Linked DNA regions of Mus musculus: regions 2 and 3 are each linked to region 1. A link is a contact called in public promoter capture Hi-C data. All regions are on one chromosome and are shown on one strand. The core of a region is the stretch at or near the end of the contact, and the rest is flanking DNA. Distances in the headings are between cores, read along the strand shown. Region 1 holds the start of Tppp (tubulin polymerization promoting protein). Region 2 holds the start of Ahrr (aryl-hydrocarbon receptor repressor). Region 3 holds the start of Clptm1l (CLPTM1-like).

Region 1 (4,456 bases), core at 394-2,893:
GGCCTCTAGAACTTTATTATATTGATACAAGTCTTCCTGTATTTAATCCCCAGAACCCACATTAGGCATCCCACAATTACCTGTAATTCCAGCTCTAAGAAATCTAACTTACCCATCTGGTTTCCGAGGGCACCCAGCATGCAAATGGCGCACATACTTTCAAACAGGCATATGCACACACAATAAATAAAAATAAAATTTAACGATAAAGTCACCATTTCGAAACATGCTAATAGAAACATAAACATGTATTTCAGCTTTCAGAACTTCATTTACATTGTTGATTTTCAGAGAATGGGAGGTTTCTTAGTTAGGGTTTTACTGCTGTGAACAGACACCATGACCAAGGCAAATCTTATAAAGGACACATTTAATTGGGGTTGGTTTACAGGTTCTGAGGTTCAGTCCATTATCATCAAGGTGGGAGCATGGCAGCATCCAGGCAGGCATGGTGCAAGAGGAGCTGAGAGTTCTACATCTTCATCTGAAGGCTGCTACTCACTTCCAGGCAGCTAGGGTGAGGGTCTTAAGTCCATGCCCACAGTGACACACCTACTCCAACCAGGTCACACCTACTCCAACAAGGCCACACCTCCAAATAGTGCCACTTCTTGGGCCAAGCATATACAAACCATCACAGCAGGACTTGGGGCTTTGTGGGACATAAGGCAAGTGGCCAAGCCAAGACCCTATAAAAAAGGAGAGAGTCTGGGTCTGGTTCTCCATTCCTTATAGTCCCACAGTCCTGAACTCACATGGCTTCCATGGTGAGTGGGAATTCTCGGGAGAGCAAGAATTAGAAGTAACTTTTTAGTCATTTTTGAGTAGCCGAAGAAAGCAGAGAGTCCGGGGGATCTGAGGGTCAGAGACTACCATGGGGAGGGGTAATTTGCTCCAAGTGCTCAGGTGGGCCCCATTTCTGAAGTTTCAAAACAAGGTTTCCTCAAGCATGAGTTAATTTGTCAGACACTCAGAAAATTCCCCAACACACACTCACTCACACACACACACACACACACACACACACACACACACACACTTACTCAGTGGGTGACTTGGTTAGAGTCTGAGACAGAACCTGGAGGACTGAAGAGTCTATTGAACCAAATCTTCCAGCCCCATTGCCTCCTTGCTAACCCCATAATCTTCTTCAGAGCCACCAGTGCGACCCTGACCTCACCACAGAGTCAGCGGGGTGGAGATCCCGTGGCAAGCGTCCCTAGAAGGAAGGAAAATCAGCAGAGACTCTAAGGATCCTTTTCGTGCAGGTAACCCGAGTGGCCAGCATCTCACCACGCACATCAAGCTCTCCAGGCAGGTAGGGATCAGCAACGGGTTGTGCGCAGTGTAGTCTGCGACTGCGCCACCAGCCTCAGCTTCCCTACTTGCGACTGGCCGCACGCCCGGGGCCCCAGGGCCAGGTGTGCCCTAGTCGCTCTTCCCCAACCTCAGCCCGGTTCCCACGCTCCACAGCTCCACAGCGACCGCACCCTGGGTCGAGCGGCGTCCATAGGCTGGCTGTGCCTGTGGCAGCCTTGTAAGGCAGTGGCTGCCTCGGGTGTCAGTGCGCTGCGCTCCTGCTGGGAGGGGCCTTAGTGCGCGCCTAGGCGGAGCGGGAGGAGGAGGGGCATGTGGGCGGTGCCGGAGGGCGGGGCCCGGCGGACAGCTCTGAGAGCTCGGCGCCCCTGGGCGCGCGTCTAGTCGCTGAGGCGCAGCAGTGGACGCGTTTTGGAGGTAAGCTTGCGCTGGGCGCTGTCCGTGGTCCGAGGCGCGGTTCTGGGGCCAAGGCTCGGGACCCCTCCGGTCCGTGAGGCTGGCCACCTGTCACTCTCTGCAGTGGCTAGATCAGGTCTAGTTGCTGAAGCAACTAGTTCCTTTGAGATCTCAGAGCAGTGGTGTCAAGAATGGGTATGCGTTTACACTGAGCCAGGCGCATTGCGTCGGCACTTGATACGGTGGACAGAAAACACCCCACGGCTCCCCACCAGACCAAGGTGCCAGGCCTCGTGCCAGCGACCCGGGTCGCTGCTCGTGGAACCTGGTGGAAAACGGGGTAAAGAGAAGCCACCGCCCGGAGCTGTGCATACCGGAGCTGGAGCTGCCGGGGGTTCATGGGTCCAGAATCCTGAGCGCGCGTTGCGTCCTGCAGGTGACAGCGCCAGTTCTCTATGTCACCCTCCTTTCGAGCCTGCATCTCTCATTCGAGATGGCGAGGGTTTTGTCAGGGTCGCATGTTGAATGCCCACGTTTGCGCGAAGGAGAGGGAGGACTCGACCCTTGCTCGGCGGTTTCGGTTATGTAAACGAGGCCTTGAACTAGGTGAGGAAGACGAGTAGTACCCTTTGTGGCGCAGCTTTGGACAGGCTGTGTCCTGGTGATTGGTCCTGTGCGTGTCCTGGGGCGAATGGAGGCGTTCGGCCCAGAGCCCACTTGCGTATCTGGGCTCCCTTGGCCGTGTAGGTGGCTTTCTTAGGCGGCGCGAGCTCTCCACGACTGGAGCAATGTTGTGTGTGTTTGGGGGAGCGGGGGAGAGTTGGGTGGGGGGCGCGAAACCCTGCTTGTCTTTAGCTGGATTCTCTGGCGGCCGGCTGCTGTTTCTGCTCGCGTGCCAGCCCCTCTCCCGTCACGTGACCCTGAAGGACTGGCGAGGGGGAGGGGCACAATCTGAGCGTCTCTAAAGGACTCCTCTATTCAGAAAAGCTCCTGATTACCACCGGGACTCGCCATTAGAAAAGGTGCCCTATTCAAGTGGCGTATTTGAATAGACAGCTTTGAGAATCCCTGTCTTAACCGATGGTGAAGTGAGGGCGACCTGCGCAGCTGCACGTTTTCCTCTTGGTGCTCCTTGGGTCCGCCTTCTCCATTTCTTGAGGTTGTGGTACATGGCTATTTTAACTATCATCTAAGGTTTTGGAAATTTTTATAAGCATTAGAAAATTCCGTTTAAGAACACTGAAACCAGACATGAGGGGTGGAGGCTTGGGAGAAGTCTGCAGAATGGGGCCCTGCAGACAGCTCTGCTGAGCTTCAGGGAGGATGAGACCCAGCTTCCTCAGCAGGGCCTGCTGTCCTATTTATAGTGCACGACTGAAGGAGGAGCCTGTAGGAGGTGTGATTTCAGTTTTGCCAGGGAAGGGAACCTTACAGCCTTGTCCATCCCATCTCCCTCGCCCAGGAAGGCTGTGTGCCCAGAGACCCCCCATGCAGGAGAATGGAGCTTACCACTTCCTCCTGAAAGGAAGAGTTGGAGCTGCTCAGCCACAGCCAGGGTTCAGACATGGCTTCCAGTCCCTAACACCCTCATGGGGGCTCCTAGTGCCGATTCAACCTGGAAAGACCAGTTTCTTCATAGAGAAGGGTCACAGTGTTGCTACCTCAGCATTCTCTATTTATGGCCAGGACTTTTCCTGTCCACAGCATCTCCCTACCTATACCACCTCCCAATCAAAATAGCCCCACCCATGACAGTTCCACATATGACCCGCAGGAGTCTCTTTATGGCATCCTTCACCAATGGCATCACTCTGAGCATTTCCCACCTACGGTAGCTCCTCGAAGACCTACAGCATCCACCCATAGTACCCTCAGATCTGTTCTCTATCTTACCTCTGCAGCCCTTGGAAAGCCTTTCCGTAGTGTCTTTGTCCAAGGCAGGAATAGAATGGAGCAGCCCTGCTGGGGTCCCAGAGGGTGTGGTTTCTGTGAACTGAAGCCTGCACTTGTGTGCCCCACAAATGGTTTACTGTTATCAGGGAAAACTCCATGGACAGAATGACTTTTCCTGATGAAGAATGAGACCTCTTTGGACCCAAGGTCTCCGTAACGGTACAATGATGTAACTTAGCTTTAAGTCATGGTTTGATGTCTAAATGCCCAAATGTAAGGGTTTCTTTGGTCTCTTTCAGGCAAGTATGAGGGGGGTTGGTTCATGAAGTAGCTCAGGCTCCTTCGCCACCTACCAGGCTTTAGTGAGCTCTGCCAGATGGCTGGCCCCTGAAGATCCCTCCCATAGCGACCCTGCTTCAGTACTGTAATTTCCGTTTCCTCCTGGCAACCATCCCCACTGCCCTCTGTCCTGTGGTGGAAAGTGTGGGCTGGAAGAGTCCTGACAATTTCACCTCATGAACATCATCCTTGAACACTGGCTTAGCTCTTGCCTGTAGTTTTGACCTTTACACATGTGAAATCACACAGCTGCTATTCTATTAGACTATCTTCTTTGACCAGTCTTGGTCTGAGCAGACTCATCCATGGCTCTAGTGTTCTACCTTTCTGTTCTGCTGTCAGCTGTCTTTGCCTCCCTCTTGGGGGATTGAGAATACAGCTCCCTTGGACTCTCCTATCAACCGAAAGGCTGGGCCTCAGGTCATGTGCACTGAACCAGAGGTGCTGCTTTCTAGAGTGTCCCACCAGTTCCCTTCCCCACTTGGTGTTCTGTGTTCTGCATTCCACATTT
Region 2 (4,706 bases), core at 81-2,580, 280 kb after region 1:
TGGTCTATTACAATATCATCAGATGGTTGGCAATAGACACCTCACAGGGCTGCTGGATTAGCTCAGTAGGTATCCTAGTCTGGAATAATCAGCACTTGGCCATGCCCCTGCTCATGAAAAAAGACAGCCACTGCTCACTGCGTCAGGGTCTCATACCAAGGCAGGCCACTCCCCATGATGGGCAAAAGTGAACCAGACTCTGAGGCCTAGAGTGTCTCCTACTATGAGTTCCTTGATCAGGCTAGGAGAAGTTAAATTACACTGTACAGTACCCCCAAGCTCTGGGGTATCACCCAAGGTGTACACATAAGCTTCTCCTAGAGTTGAGCCTCTAAGTTTAGCTGGATACAGTCCTGAGGAGCCAAGTTACACCTCGCACCCCGGACAAGGGTAGCCAAAGTGAGAAAGATCTCATGAATCCAAACCGTAGAAACAGCTGCAAAAAATAGACCTTTTGGAGGGTGGGGGGACCCTTGTACTAGAACTGTGCAAAGCCTGAACCTCCTTCCAGGAGAAGCCCCGGGAGGGGAACGAGAGTTGTCCCCAATAGAGAGAGCTCTCCAACTGGGACTGGGGAAGCAACACAAGGCCGAGGACTCCAGGGTTTGTACCACTAAGATTTTCAGCAACACCAGGGTCCTGTCTCTTTCTGAAAGAAGCCATACACCGTAATTTTCTGCTTCTCAAAATTGGAGAAGGCAAATATTTCTGGTGCCACTAATTGGACAATTCCCGGAATGGTGGAAGTCCCTCCAAAGCGTGAATCCCTTGTTACTGCCCTCTGATCTCCATGAAAGGGCTTGCTACTGCGCCACTTTCGCTGGCTGTGCCCGTGGTGCTCCAGTCCCAGGGATAGCTAAGGCGGCCTGTGAGGAGCCCCCTTGCCATCATCTGCAAAAAACTTCTAAAAGACATTAGGTCCAAGGCAAAAGGACTCTCCAATGCGGGACAGGTATTCCCTGGCTCATTTTCGGGAGTGAAGGAGTTTGGGGACAGGATACCCAAGTCAAGAGAAAACTGACTCCTCAAAACTGAAGAACCTGACTGGCTTCCCTCAAAGGTCTGATGCCAAGAGAGAAGCCCCTGGAGTGCCCATCACTTTCAGCAATTCTGGACCCTCCAGATGCAAAAATGTGTAGCAGAAGGGGCCCCAGACCAAGCTGGACAATCTCAGAGTGGCTACAGCAGAGGCAAAGACCAGAGAGCCCCGTGAAGTCCAAGAGTACTTACCCGGGGCAGGCGGGGCGCAGAAGATCGGGCGCGCCCGCTGAGGGAGCCGCGGAGGCCAGGAGCTGTCAGCTCTCTCATCTCTGGGACCTGGCCTCAGACTAGAGAAGGAAAGCCCCACCCCAGCACGCGAGCCGCCCCGCCCGAAGCGGCAGACGCAAGGGAAAAGCGGCAGAGGGCGCACGCACATCCTTGTCCCTGCCTGCCACGCGCCCTTTCAATATTTAGGGTCCCCGGGTCTGAGTGCCTGGATAGGGTGTCACCGCTTGCTCTTCGGGTACCCGTGATCTTTGTGCCTAAATATGTTTTTACCCGGGCCTTTGGAGATCCCAGAGCAAGCCTCCAGTTTGTGCACCAAATCCCACCTGGTCCTAAGAAAATCCAGGGAGTCCTTCCTTTTGCGGAGCTGTGGGTTGGGGCCCCTTGGCCCCTGGGGCCAGAGAATGAGATCAGAATAGGTAACCAAGACTTAGCGTGTTCCTCCTTTCTTGCGCTATAGAGTTGTTTGGAAAATAAAAAAGATTAAAGATACAGTATGTTTATACTTTGCAAAGCATAAAGTATTAGTTTGCTACTTTCTGACACAGAATTTACCAAGAATGAGAAATATTAGGTACATTGGGGTCTTTCAGGGGACATTCTCGTCTAAGCTTTTCAGGACACCACATGGTGGATAGGCTCAGCCCTAAACATACCTATTCGGCTGTCCCGCCTGGCCTAGGCATCGTGACTCTTACTAACAAGCACAAGGTTCAGAGACTCCTGGAATCTCTGAAGTTCTTCGTGTGGGCAGTCTGCTCTCCATGTCCCACCCCTCATCCAGTCCCTCCCACCTTCCACCTAGGCACCCAGTCCTGATTTTGACCCTGCCCACGTTTCAGGCTCTTGGGAAGCACCCGAGTATCACACTGTCCATTGGCTAGGGTTCCTCCAAAGTACCCTTGCTTGCTTCTGCTCCTTAGATTTGAACTGGCTGTTTGTTCTGAAGGCATTCTCTTCCCTACAAGGGAACAAGGGACCAGCCCTGGGATCTCAGAAGTAAAAGGTACTTTGCCTCTTCTGTGCACAGCTCTGAACGTGAACAACTAGTTCGCGAGTTTTGTCAGAGAATCTGGAAACATAAGGGCAGTTCTGTTCTCTATTTTGTAAACAACTCTGCGTGGCAGACAACAGAGGCTCAGCAATAATGGTTGGATAAATGTATTTATATTGGGTTTTTGTATCAGACAACGTGCACCTACACTACCATGTTTTTTGTTTATTTTTGGTTTTGTTTGTTTGCTTGCTTGTTTGTTTCTAGATAGAGTTTCTCAGTGTAACTCTGGCTTTCCTAGAACTCAGAGATCCACCTGCCTGTCTCCTGAGTGTTGGGATTAAAGGCGTGTGCCGTCACCACCTGGCTCACTACCACAGTTTTTTTAAAAAAAATGATTAATTGTATTTTAATCTGTTTTTTTTTTAATGTAAACTATGCCTAGAAAAACTTGGTCTGTTAGAACTGAAGTTATTGTAAATTTGTTTTTAATTTTCATAGTTTGTGATTCTTGTGTATCTCTCAAACACCATCACTGCAGTGATAATGAGGTGGTGATGGTATCTGAGAGAGGTTCTGCTCTGCATAACCTGGTGATGGGGGGGGGGCACTGGCATCTATAGGTACCCTAAGAATTTGGGCTTTGCTGTCCCTTTCAGGACCTTTGGGTCTTTCTAGAAAGAGCTTGCACTCCCTCCTCCACTCTGCCACTTAAGACAAATAAAAGTCCCCCCACACTTACTTTGTCCCCTCAGAATCAATGGGAATGGGATACTTCCACTATTGATTCCTGGACTGCAGGGCAGTGGAGGATTGCTCTACCCAAACACAGCAAGAAACTTGGTCCTTGATACCTTCAGAGGTATAGGTCGCCAATTTCGGTTGCTCCTCATCTTTTTCTCACAGTCTCAAGTCTCTGTAGAAATGACCCTTCCAGAGGAAATACCACCTCTAAATCCTGAGGACCCAGCAGGCAGAGCACTCCATGTTAGGAGCCCCAACTCTTAAGGTATTTCACACTAACATGGCTCTGGCCTCCTCAGCAGTGTTTCCTGGACTATCCTGCACTTGCAACTTCCATTCATATAGCTGTCCAGGGTCCCTGCATACTCTACAGATATGATCACCCGCCCATCACTAAAATGGTTAAAATTCAAATGACACCCCCCACACACACACACAGCCTTTCATTTGGACTACTTGCTGTCCTCTATTCTGCATGTGAGGAATTGAGTACTGCTGAGGGCTTGGGAAATTCAAAGAATGCCAGGTACCACAGCCAGCCCTAGGAACTCTGCTCTGGATGTGGCAGTTCCAGAAAGCTGCTGCCACACCACCCAGATTAGGGCCACTGGAAGGTACCTAAGGCCAGATTCAGCTCCTAGACCTGACAGAGGCATCTGGAAGTGCAGAAGGATTAAACCGCTTTCTTTATAGCTGGGCTTCTTTGATATGACTTCAACTACTCCTGGCCTCTCCCATTCATGTCTTTCTGAACTGGGCAGAGAGGAATGTGCTGTACACTTTGTGAAGGTTTGAATGAAACCGGCTCCCATAGACTCATATATTTGAACGCTTGGTTCAATGTTGGCAGAATGGCTTGGGAAGGATTAGGAGGTATGGCCTTGTTGGAGAAGGTGTGCCAGCTGGGGCTTTGAGGTTTCAAAAACGTTATTACCAACTAGCTTTTTCTCTCTCTGCCTTTACCTTCTGCAAGATGTAAGCTCTCAGCTACTGCTCTAGTGTTATGCCCTGCCTGCCTGTTGCCATGCTTTCTGCCATGATGACCATGGGCTCACCTTCTGAAAACTGTAGCCAGACCCCAATTCAATGTTCTCATTTATAATATTTCTTGGTTATGGCATCTCTTCATAGCATTAGAACAGTAGTGATTCCTCTAAAACCAGGTCAGAACCTTGCATAGATGTGGGCTTCTCTCTTCACAGCAGGCACCTAGTGTCAAGCTTCTCCACTGTAACTGTCTTCTCCAACCTTTTTTTCTGAAGGACAGAAAAAAGTCCAGGTATTGCATAGAAAACCCCTGGGAAGCTCCTGCTACCCAGTGGCTGTCCCTTCTAATCAACTCATCAGCATCACAAACTGCCTCCAGCTAGATGCGTACTACGGAGGCCTATGTGGCTTCCCACTCCCTGGACATACTTCCTGTCATTGCAGTTCTCTGGAATTCTGGGGTTGTGATCAGGGAGTTATAGACAAGAGGCTTCCCAGAGGAGGTTATAGAAAGTATCTGAGAGACAAAGCAGTACAAAAGTTTCCACTGGCTAGGACACTGGGTAAATAAAATGTAACTAAACACTGAAGACCTTGGCTGTCTGGCATGGCAGTGCATATAACCTAAACTCCATGCAGGAATCTATCCACCCTATCACACACACACACACACACACACACACACACACACACACACACACACACACACACCAAT
Region 3 (4,578 bases), core at 614-3,113, 410 kb before region 1:
TGACACAAGTTGAAAGTCTTTTGGGAAGAGGGAACCTCAACTGAGAAAATGTCCCCACCAGATTGGTCTGTGGTACATCTTCTTGATTGATGACTAATGTGGCAGTGCCACCCGTGGGCTGTTGATCCTGGGTGCTATAGAAAAACAAGCTGAGCAAGCCATGGGAGTAAACTAGTAAGCAGCATTCCTCCATGGCTTCTGCTTCAGAACCTTCCTTGATATCCTTTAGTGATGTGGATACATAAGCATAATAAACCCTTTCCTCTCCAAATTTCTTTCAGTTATGGTGTTCATCGAAGCAATAGAAACCCTAAGATACCCTCATGCTGAAATAGGTGCTCCATTTCTGAAACCTTCTATTTAAAAGCACCATTTTTAGAAAATGCCCAATCACACTTCTGATTACACGTGTGAGAAACATGAGAATGCCGTTTTGAGAACAATGAGCTCCAAAACTTAAGTTTCTGAGGCCACCATAGAGTAAGGAGCTGGTCACTAATGAAAAGCACCAACAGCCAACAAGCTTCTGAAAACAGGAAATATCATTTTTTGCTTGATCTCTGCAGGCCATCGTCCTGGGCTGTCACAGCACTGGCCACTTCACTCTAGAAACTGTGTATACCCTAAACCAAGAAATATTTAAGAAGATTAAAATGAAGGCCAGAAGAACCTGATACTCTGTTATTCTTGCAGAGAGGAGCCTAGCATAACTGTCCTCTTAAGAGGCTCTACCCAGCAGCTGACTGAAACAGATACAGAGACCCACAGCTAAACATTAGACAGAGCTTGGGGAGTCTTATAGAAAAGTTGGAGCAAGAATTGAGATCTGGGGGGGACAGGAGTCCACAAGACCAACAGAGTCAACTAACCTGGGCCCTTGGGGGTCTCCCAAAGACTAAACCACCAACCAAAGAGCATACATGGACTGGACCTACACCCCACCCCAACACATATATAGCAGATGTGCAGCTTGGTCTTCATTCAAGTTCCCCAACAAATGGACCCGGGTCTGTCCCAGTGTTGCCTACCTGTGGATCCCGTTCCCCTAACTAGGCTGCCTTGTCTGGCCTCAGTGGGAGAGAATGTGGCCAGTCCTGCAGTGACTTGATGTGCCAGGGGTGGGTTGGTACCCAGTGGAGCCTCCCCTTCTCAGAGAAGGGGAGAGGGAGTAGGGAAGAGAGTAGGGGCTGGCATCAGGACGTAAAGTGAACAATTAATGGACTCCGATGGTTTATCTGAGTGGCCTACCCCCTTCTGAGATGAGAAGGGGAGAGGGGACAGGGGAGAGGATAAGAGGAGAGTAGGGGCTGACATCGGGATGTAAAGTGAATAAATAAATTTAAGAACCCAGATGGTTTTATCTGAATGAGTAATGGGAAGTCCGGGAAAAAGATCTTCTTGAGATATAACCTACCTTTGCATGTTAGCCAGGATTAAGATTTATATTACCGCAAAGGAACTTATTCTTCTGACAAAAGGGGCAAGTGACCTGTAAAAACTCTTTTTGACCTTTTCTGGCCATCTTGAACTGCATGTTATCAACACAGTAACCTCACACCCGAGAAATCGGTATTTGAGTTTCCTGAGTCTCCTCCGTGTTTTCTTAACTTTTGGACGCTCCCCTAGACTTTGAAGAGCCAGGATCAGGGTCGTCCCCGCCATCATCCTGGGGCGCCGCCGTAAGGCTGCACAGGGCCTTAAGAAGAGCAACGCAAAGAAAAAATTTCCAAGAACCGGGTGCCGCCAAGGTTGGTGGCGGACCTGGGCTCCCACAGGCATGCCGGGAGTACGGCGCAAGAGGCTGACGTCACGCGCGCGCGCCGGTCGTGCGGTCGTCGTGAGGTTGCGAGTGCGTGGCGGAGCGTCTGGCTCCCAGAGGGCCGTGCGCGTCCACTTCCGCCAGCTGCTCGGTTCCCGGAAGCGGTGGCCGGCAAATCCGGCCAATCCCCCAGCGCCGGGTGTGGGTTATCGGGAGCATGCGGGGCGGCCGGCGGCCCGCGCGAGGCGCGTTGGTTTCCCCGCGGCGGTGGCGGTGGCGCGCAGCGGCTCTCCCGTGAGCGGCGGGCGGCGGCGGCGCTCGGCCCGCAGGTTGCGGCGCCATGTGGAGCGGCCGCAGCTCTTTTACCAGCTTGGTGGTGGGCGTGTTCCTGGTGTACGTGGTGCATACCTGCTGGGTCATGTACGGTATCGTCTATACCCGTCCGTGCTCGGGTGACTCCAACTGCATCCAGCCCTATCTGGCCCTGCGGCCCAAACTGCAGGTGAGCGTCCGGGAGCCCTAAGAAGGCGCCTCCCGGCCGGGTGCTACCACCCACCCCCTACTGGCACTGGTCAGAGGGTTTCGGGCTACCAGTTTTGCCCCTTATCACTGATGTCACTGTCCAATGTTCTGGTTAGGTGGCAGTGAGAGCTGGAGTTGAGACTTCTCTGTTCTCTGCTGCTCTCTTGTTACCCCTTGGTGCTCTGCCCTACCCCGATTATAACTGAGATCCAGTTGCCCTACACGTGTTTCCTAACGGGACCCCAGTGGAAGTTAACAGGAGATCTCCAGCCATATGGGAGTCAGGCTGCTAGCTCTGCCCTCTTATCACCTGTGTCACTTCCTGCTTCTAGTGGGAATTCCGGACAGGTCAGCTCTACAGTTAGGTTCCTTGTTCACAGCAGTGTCACACAGGCCATCTTGCCCAAGCTCACCCTCTGAGAGGTAGCCCTCAGATTGCTACCCTCTCACAATAGTTACATGTTTTCTATCAGGACCTTTTGGCTATTCATTCTTGCTCACTCTTTCCAGCTGAGTGTTTACACCACCACACGGTCCAGCCTTGGTGCAGAGAACAATGTGGACCTGATCTTGAACGTGGAAGACTTTGATGTGGATTCCAAATTTGAAAGGTGTGGATGTGGGACAGATTGCCAGAGATGGGTTCCAGGATGTCATGGATAGCATTGTATGTAGAGTGAGGACATCCTATAGAAGCACTCCTGTCTAGGGTCTGTGTAAACAGTCAAGCTGAAAGTAACAGGTGTTTGTCACTTAGCAAGTAGCTTTTACTGCAATCTAAGGGCAGCGTGGTTTACTACAGCCCATGTAGTCTCCCAAGGAATGATACATTGGCCTACCTAGTAAGAGTAGTTAGTTCACTTGTTACTTACAAGTAAGTGACCTTTGGCATTAGAATATAAATCTCAATGCTCAGCTATATACAGTAACTTTTGGGAATTAACATGGCTTAGCATTTGACATATGATTTTAACGTGCAAAAGTTCAAATAAAATTTGTAAAATTGCTCATCCAATCAAGATCCTGTACTGCCCAACAGGTATCAAGCTCACTAGCCAACCAGTCTTTAGCTCCCACCCAGTGCATCACTGTCCATGCCTATTAGCCTGTGGCCCTAGGGTAGTTATTAACTACCCATGCCCATCCTCTTGAAATGGAGGTTGGACGTCCTGGTGCCATTCACTAGTTTTATAGGGGCAAATCCCGCCTCCTATTCATCACCCTGTGCCAGGATAGATAGTGAAACATTCATTTTAGAGCCTGGAAGAAGTTGAAGAAGCATGAGTGGTCCTGGTCCTGAGCTCCACGTCTGTTTGTACCCGCCAGAAACACCACAGCAGAATAGTCCGTAGAGACAGCACCTGTGTATTCAGAGCCCTCTTAGTTCCCCAGTGGAAACAACTCTTTTTAGAAGCTTTAGAGGAGTCTACACCCTGTGTGCTTCTGTAGCAGTTCCCACCATGCCTTTTAAAGCAAATTGTAGTCTGAGGCTCTAACAGAGGTGGGGAGTGTTGTAACTTTCATAGTGCTTAGGACACAGTAGTGTTCTGACGTCAGTAAAGTCACAAGGCAGGTGGGTTTCATTTTTAGCAGTTCTGAACTAAAATTAGATTGTGTAAATCTAAAGTGATGATTAGCTGACATGTGTATAAACTATGTAAAACAGGATGGTGGTGCACACCTTTAATCCCAGCTCCTTGGGAAGCTGGGGCAGGAAGAACTTGAGTTTGAGGACTGTCTGGGCTATGTACTAAGCATGGAACCTAAACATATGCATGTTTAAAATGACTCTTCTGTTTTAGGACAGTTAATGTTTCTGTACCAAAGAAAACAAGAAACAATGGGACGCTGTATGCATATATTTTCCTACATCATGCTGGGATTCTACCCTGGCAAGATGGGAAACAGGTACATGTGGTCAGTACTCTGACTACCTACATGATCCCCAAACCAGAAGAAATTAACTTGCTCACTGGGGAGTCTGCTACACAGGTAAGAGTCGTAACAGGTCACTGTAGCGGGCTTCTGTCTCTTGTTCAGAGTTTATGTGCATGTCTTCTAATGTCAGCTTAAAGGAATTTGAATTAATTATCTTTCATTTGAATTGTATCCCATGGATTTGTAGATACAGTACATGAGGTTAGTGATGAGTGGAGATTCATAGCACTCTAGGCAGACTCCCTATCTCGCTCAAGGCCTTCTGCATCTTTGGGTGAGTGTATATGCCTTCTTGGAAGGGCAGTTATTCTTCAGCGTTCACCTGTACTTTCAGGTGAGAGTCGTCATGTATACACAGG

What was found. Promoter capture Hi-C pulls out the DNA fragments that hold promoters and counts their contacts.
Region 2: a contact with region 1 is called in a promoter capture Hi-C map of embryonic stem cells, with 7 times the contacts expected there. The contact joins the promoter of Ahrr here to the promoter of Tppp in region 1. A contact is called at or near these places in 15 of 39 promoter capture datasets (the 3T3-L1 cell line, 3T3-L1-derived adipocytes, the C10 cell line and 10 more), 1 of 15 datasets of contacts at CTCF or cohesin (embryonic stem cells), 3 of 484 Hi-C or Micro-C datasets (bone marrow, cortical neurons and embryonic stem cells), 3 of 115 datasets of contacts at active chromatin or transcription factors (pancreatic cancer cells, pro-B cells and stem cell-derived neural progenitor cells) and 1 of 9 other capture datasets (adipose tissue).
Region 3: a promoter capture Hi-C map of pre-B cells shows a contact between it and region 1. The contact joins the promoter of Clptm1l here to the promoter of Tppp in region 1. A contact is called at or near these places in 5 of 39 promoter capture datasets (the C10 cell line, cranial neural crest, liver and 2 more), 1 of 484 Hi-C or Micro-C datasets (embryonic stem cells) and 1 of 9 other capture datasets (adipose tissue).

What each region holds. Positions count from the first base shown.
Region 1 is chr13:74,007,776-74,012,231 of GRCm38.p6, forward strand. It overlaps Tppp (tubulin polymerization promoting protein), which reads left to right and starts at 1,644. Exons shown (of 4, transcript NM_182839.2): 1 at 1,644-1,734. It overlaps Gm15912 (predicted gene 15912), which reads right to left and starts at 1,579. Exons shown (of 3, transcript NR_168519.1): 1 at 1,301-1,579; 2 at 1,044-1,219; 3 at 354-689.
Region 2 is chr13:74,291,001-74,295,706 of GRCm38.p6, forward strand. It overlaps Ahrr (aryl-hydrocarbon receptor repressor), which reads right to left and starts at 1,331. Exons shown (of 11, transcript NM_009644.3): 1 at 1,231-1,331.
Region 3 is chr13:73,602,139-73,606,716 of GRCm38.p6, forward strand. Clptm1l (CLPTM1-like) reads left to right here and starts at 1,864. Exons shown (of 17, transcript NM_146047.2): 1 at 1,864-2,261; 2 at 2,792-2,892; 3 at 4,084-4,273. The coding sequence starts at 2,100.